Regions from separate parts of the Mus musculus genome. Here region 2 is linked to region 1. Evidence: chromatin contacts called from public Hi-C data. All regions are on one chromosome and are shown on one strand. The core of a region is the stretch at or near the end of the contact, and the rest is flanking DNA. Distances in the headings are between cores, read along the strand shown.

Region 1 (2,700 bases), core at 96-2,595:
TGCTGTTCTATTCAGGAATTTTTTCCCTGTGCCCATATCTTCGAGACTTTTCCCCACTTTCTCCTCTATAAGTTTCAGTGTCTCTGGTTTTATGTGGAGTTCCTTGATCCATTTAGATTTGACCTTAGTACAAGGAGAGAGGAATGGGTCGATTCGCATTCTTCTACATGATAACAACCAGTTGTGCCAGCACCATTTGTTGAAAATGCTGTCTTTTTTCCACTGGATGGTTTTAGCTCCCTTGTCGAAGATCAAGTGACCATAGGTGTGTGGGTTCATTTCTGGGTCTTCAATTCTATTCCTCCTTTCCTTTCTTTTCTTTGTTCTCCTCCTTCTCCTCCTCCCCCCTCCTCCTCCACTCCTCCTCCTTTTCCTCTCCCTCCCCTCCCTCTTCCTCCCCTCCCTCTTCCTCCCCTCCCTCTCTCTCCCTCCCCTTTCCTTCCTCGTCCTCCTTTGTGAACACAGGGGATACAAACTCTGGTCTTCATGTTTGCTCAGCAAACTCTTTAGTGAACAAGCCATCACCCTAGTCTCAGAGAGACACCTTAAACACTTTTCTTTTACATTCCTGGGGGATCGCTGTAGGCCTTATGCATGCTGGGCAAGCACTGTACCACTGAGCTGCATGCCAGCCTAAGAAGAGACCTTTCTGCCCCCCGTTATCCACTCTTAAGGCAGTGTGCCCCCTAAGTCTGTAGAGCTGATTGGGGAGTGAGAGCAATACTTCACACAGCCTGTAGGACACTCCGGAGGAAACAGGTAACCACTCCTACAAGTGTCTCAAGTTGGATTGGAATCTGTTGCTAGGATGCTGATGGTACACAGATTTGCTTTTCTCTCAGAGGTCTCGGGTCATGCAGTTTCTCAACCGAGTTCTGTTTCCAGGAAGCACGTGGCTAAGGTACAAGGGTTCTAATGAAGGAAGTCAGTGTACCTCTTGGAGTTACAAGTACATAAGGTGGTGTGGGTTTGGAGCTGGGAAGGTCAGTGGTGTTTCTGCATCATTCCTGGTGTAGAAACAGCTAACTTAAAAGGAAGGACCTGGAGTCCAAGGCTGAGATGATGACAGGAGCATGTGAGGTTCCATGTAGCCACCAGGATGCCTGACGAAGCAGACAGCCCTTCTCTTCTGGACCTTCTATAGTTCCTAAGTTCACCAAAGCCTTGCCCTGAACCCCTTCCTGTCAATTCTGGAGACATTTGAATAATGAATTCTGTTTAAGACTGAAAACCTCGAAGTTCCATCTGTAACAAGACTCGAAATAATTACAGCTGATGATTGCCTAGTACTCTCAGCCAGAAAAAACAGAACAGCTTTTGGCCGCCAGCAATTACAAGCGGCACCGGCTTTAGCAGAGACAGAACTTTTAAATGAATACATGAATACATTGCTGAAGATCAGAAGGCAAGAGAGTGAAGAGGTGGGGGTGGGGGGGGGAAATGAGTTGGCAAAAATGGAGTGACTTCACTCACTACAGGAGGGAAGAACAGAGGGGGGAGAAAGAGAGAGAGAGAGAGAGACAGAGAGAGAGAGAGAGAGAGAGAGAGAGAGAGAGAGAGAGAGAGAGAGAATGAGAAACCAAACTTTTGCCCATTATATTTTAACTTTCTATAATGGCAGAAAGAGTTGGCTTAATATAATGGCAGAAAGAGTTGGCTTAGAGTGACATCTTAGAGGCTCTGTAATTCTGTATTTTAGGCCATTTTCTAACGGTTAAGTTGTATTCTCACCAAGAGGAAGAGTGAGGCCGTTTGATTGCCATAAATATGGTTTGGGTTTCAGAACTTGGTGTTTCATAGAGACCTGAGCTCAAGTGCAATTCACCGCAATGGCTCTGTTGCTTTGTCAGCCACTCCAGCGCTCTGAGCCCTGTTCAGCATTCTTGTCTGCGAATCCCTTCCCAGCTGTTCTCACGGGAACTAAGTAGGTCAACTTCTATGAAGTGGTTGAACTGCCGCCTGGAATAAAGTCTTCAGCTAGAGAACTCCTGTCTCAGAAGAACCTGCGCTTCTTCCCTGTTGGTCTCCCCGCCTCTACCTTCAGTCCTCTCTCACATTGGTTGAACCTGTCTGACCTTTCCATCGATTGAAGGGAACCAGAGTAGTCATGACTCTTTCAAACGATGACCACCAGTATATCAATCAGGACTCCTCAGAGACAGATGGGTGATATATGTTTATAGATATATGAGAAGCAATTTATTGAGGGATGTGGCTCACATGATTATGATGGCTAAGTCCCATGACAGGGTATCTGTGAGCTAGAGACATGGGGATGCTGGAAGCCTGGCTCAGAAAACCAAAGGCTTAAGAACCTTAGTTACTATGATAATACATGGAGCAAAACCAAATTGGGGGATCAGGGCTTTATTGTCTTACAGGTTACAGTTCATCACCAAAGGAAACCAGGAAACCTGGAGACAGGGGCTGAAGCAGAGACCATGGGGGAAAATTACTTACTGGCTTGTTCTCCATGAGGACAACTCCTTTTCATGCAAAGCCCAGATGAGTCTGCCTAGGAAGATCACTGCCCTCAGTGACCAGGGACCTCCTATGTTAATTAGCAATTAAGACAATGTTTCCCTGCATACGCCATAGGTCAATTGGTCCAGGCAATTATCTGATTTGGTTCCATTTCCCCAAATGACGTTAGTTTGTGTCAAGGTGACAAACACTAGCCAATATAATGCTTATTGTCAA
Region 2 (2,700 bases), core at 74-2,573, 720 kb after region 1:
AGTGGCTCTGATTTCTGTGGATCACTGGTGGATATCCTGAAACCCTATCTTTTCTTTGCCTCCTGCTTGTAGACATCCGCTCTGCATATCGTTTTGTTATCTTAACATTACTTATATTTTACAGCCTCCTCAGCAATGCCCTTTGTTAGCCACTAAGCTTCATCTGAATAACCGCTTCTCTCCCTTGAGCCTTGTACTTCATGCCGCACCATGAGTGGTTAAATCTTATTTACTCCAGGCATGCATTTAACTCTGCATTTACAGCCCTACACTTCCTGTTCCATCTGGACCATCATCACCTCTCCAAAGCACAAGTAGATGGGCTGCACAGTGTAGGTTGGCCACAAACCTTTGGTTGATTTTTGACTTCCCAGGCCTTTGTCAGAACCATAAAGTTTAAAGATACATAGAAAATTCTTAATGGGCCCAGCAACCCATTTTACATCTATAACCTGTAATTTGTTCAAAATTATGTTGGCCTATTAATATCTTGCTTTGTGTTACACCTTGGGTTAGCTGGCATTAATGGTTGGGTTCTGACAGAGAATGACCTTTCTAGGAGAATTGTGCCCACAATTCCTGATTTTGATTTGAGCGTTTAGTATTTTTCTCTATACCTTGATTATGAATCATGATTCATTTAATTAAAATCCACTTTTGGAGACAAAAGAAATCAACAATCTGAGAAAAGAGAAATGCTGCTCTCGGAGTTCTTCCCCTTGAGTGAGTGCCCTGGTTTTCTTAAGGCATTTGCTGAAGGCATTTTGGGCCTTTTCACCAAAAATAAAAAGGAATGCCAGCTGAGTCACAATCTAGATTGGCTCAAATCTTGGACATGTTTTACTTTCAATGTTTTTCCATTTCAGCAGCACTATGAGTTCTTGTTTTAATTACCATATGCATCTATGTATACTTTCAAAGCGTAAAGAGGCAGCATGCCAAAACATCACAGAATGGAAGGATGCCCAAGAAATTGGGAAATATTGCTAACTAACTTGTCGTATAAAAATCCTTCATCTTTCTCTGGAATCCTATGAGTGTAGAGTGAATTCTCTTTAAGTAACTAAATATTTGGATGCTTGGGTGATCAGACTCCAAACTCTATGAGGTTCGCAGCTCTTCTCCCTAATCTCCATCTCATGGAGGGAAGGAGGGTCAAGTGGTGGTAGTTCTTCTGCATTCTGGGTAACGCCTGCACTCAGTCAATCTGCCACAGAGGAGCTTCGTGAACAGATTGTTAATTTCCCCCTTTCTCCCTGAATAGCACTGTGCCTTCTGGCAGGAAGCGGCATGTTCCATCCATCCACACTCTCTCACCTGTGGACAGGAGAAGCTCTCTAATCAGCGCCCGCTTTTTGCCCCACTGGGCTGTGACTGAGCAGGGAGACCAAGCTCTGTGCAACTTGCTAATTGTCTCAGCCTGTAACTCTTAAATGATGAAAAAGATTAAAAGGGAAGGAAAACAGCTATTATATCTCTTTCTTGAAAAAACTTTCCCCGTGAAAGGCTCATTAACATCATTAGTGTTCCATTAACCTCTAGCCAGACAAATAAGCTGGAGGTAATTTCAGAGCATGGGGAGAAAGAGAGAGTGAGGAATTTTTAAATTATCCGGGGGTAGGTGACATTTCCCAGCTACCTCAAATGAACACTTGGACAGACACCAGCGACTTTAACTTACGTCATGACAGCCCGGCACTGGGGGATAGCCAAGACTGTGGCTGGTAGGCAGGTCTGTAGGTGATAGCAAGCAGGGAGATTCATTGATTGGAACACAATGAAATTCATTTTAACATGGCAACATGTAAAGTCTTATGAAGGAACACTGTGTGGAACAATACAAAGTGAAAAATATCTACTCCAATATAATGCTCTACTGTTGAAGAAAACATCTTTACCTTGCTGTTTTCCACTTAGATTTTCTGTTATTCAAATCCGTACCTCCATGTCTGTCCCTCCTTTGATCCAACTCTCACAAAATCTGCCACAAACCAGAAAAGTGAATGCAAACCATTGTTGAGTCTCTTAGTCTTCCAGAGGCTTTCTAATATAGAGAGAACAATTTTTAAGATGGAGGGAGACTTGAGATTTTATTTTTTAACCAATCTGAATGTGCCGTGTAGATTTTTGGTGATAGCAGTCTCCCCCTCTGTTTAAGTGTTCCAGATGATGTGTAAAGGTTGTTCAGTGCACAGAGCTCCAGTGATCCTATAATAAGACTAGATTGATATATGTTTAAAATGCCTGCTTAATTTAGAAAACCACAAATTGCCGTTTAAATATAACAACAATGTGGCTTTATTGCTAATTTGAAATATCAAAATTATTCTCATTAAGATCTTACTTGTGCACTAAAATATGAGAAATTATGACGATAATCCAACAGGCCATTTCCTCAGCAGCTTCTGCTCAGCTTTTTCTCAACTACCCAAGGATGTGCTGGATCTCCACTGTGAGCTCTGAGCAATACTCTACCCTCTACTGGTTCATCCTCTATGGCCATCAATTTGTCTGATTTAGAGAGATGTCAAGGTTTCTATCTGCAACACACACACACACACACACACACACACACACACACACACACACACATATACACACTTTAATAGGCAAAGTTAAACTCACACTAATGTTTAGAAGAGTCCCCTCCCTGCATAGTATATGTTTAAGAGATTGTCTGGTTCCCTAAGTAATTCTCCT

The links. A called contact is a pair of places that touch in the nucleus more often than the background predicts.
Region 2: a contact with region 1 is called in a Hi-C map of cerebral cortex, with 2.1 times the contacts expected there. The contact joins two enhancer-like sites. A contact is called at or near these places in 3 of 484 Hi-C or Micro-C datasets (cerebral cortex and cortical neurons).

What each region holds. Positions count from the first base shown.
Region 1 is chr9:27,508,031-27,510,730 of GRCm38.p6, forward strand. No RefSeq gene overlaps it. Among named protein-coding and RNA genes, the nearest start is that of Gm30791, 9.5 kb to the right of the region's middle. Within about 2 kb of position 1,346, at least 6 of the 459 cell types and tissues checked have an H3K27ac peak or open chromatin away from gene starts, as enhancers often do. A contact at or near this core is called in cerebral cortex and cortical neurons, where this site is marked.
Region 2 is chr9:28,225,113-28,227,812 of GRCm38.p6, forward strand. All of the region lies in intron 1 of Opcml (opioid binding protein/cell adhesion molecule-like), which reads left to right. Among named protein-coding and RNA genes, the nearest start is that of Gm39313, 170 kb to the right of the region's middle. Within about 2 kb of position 1,324, at least 10 of the 459 cell types and tissues checked have an H3K27ac peak or open chromatin away from gene starts, as enhancers often do. A contact at or near this core is called in cerebral cortex and cortical neurons, where this site is marked.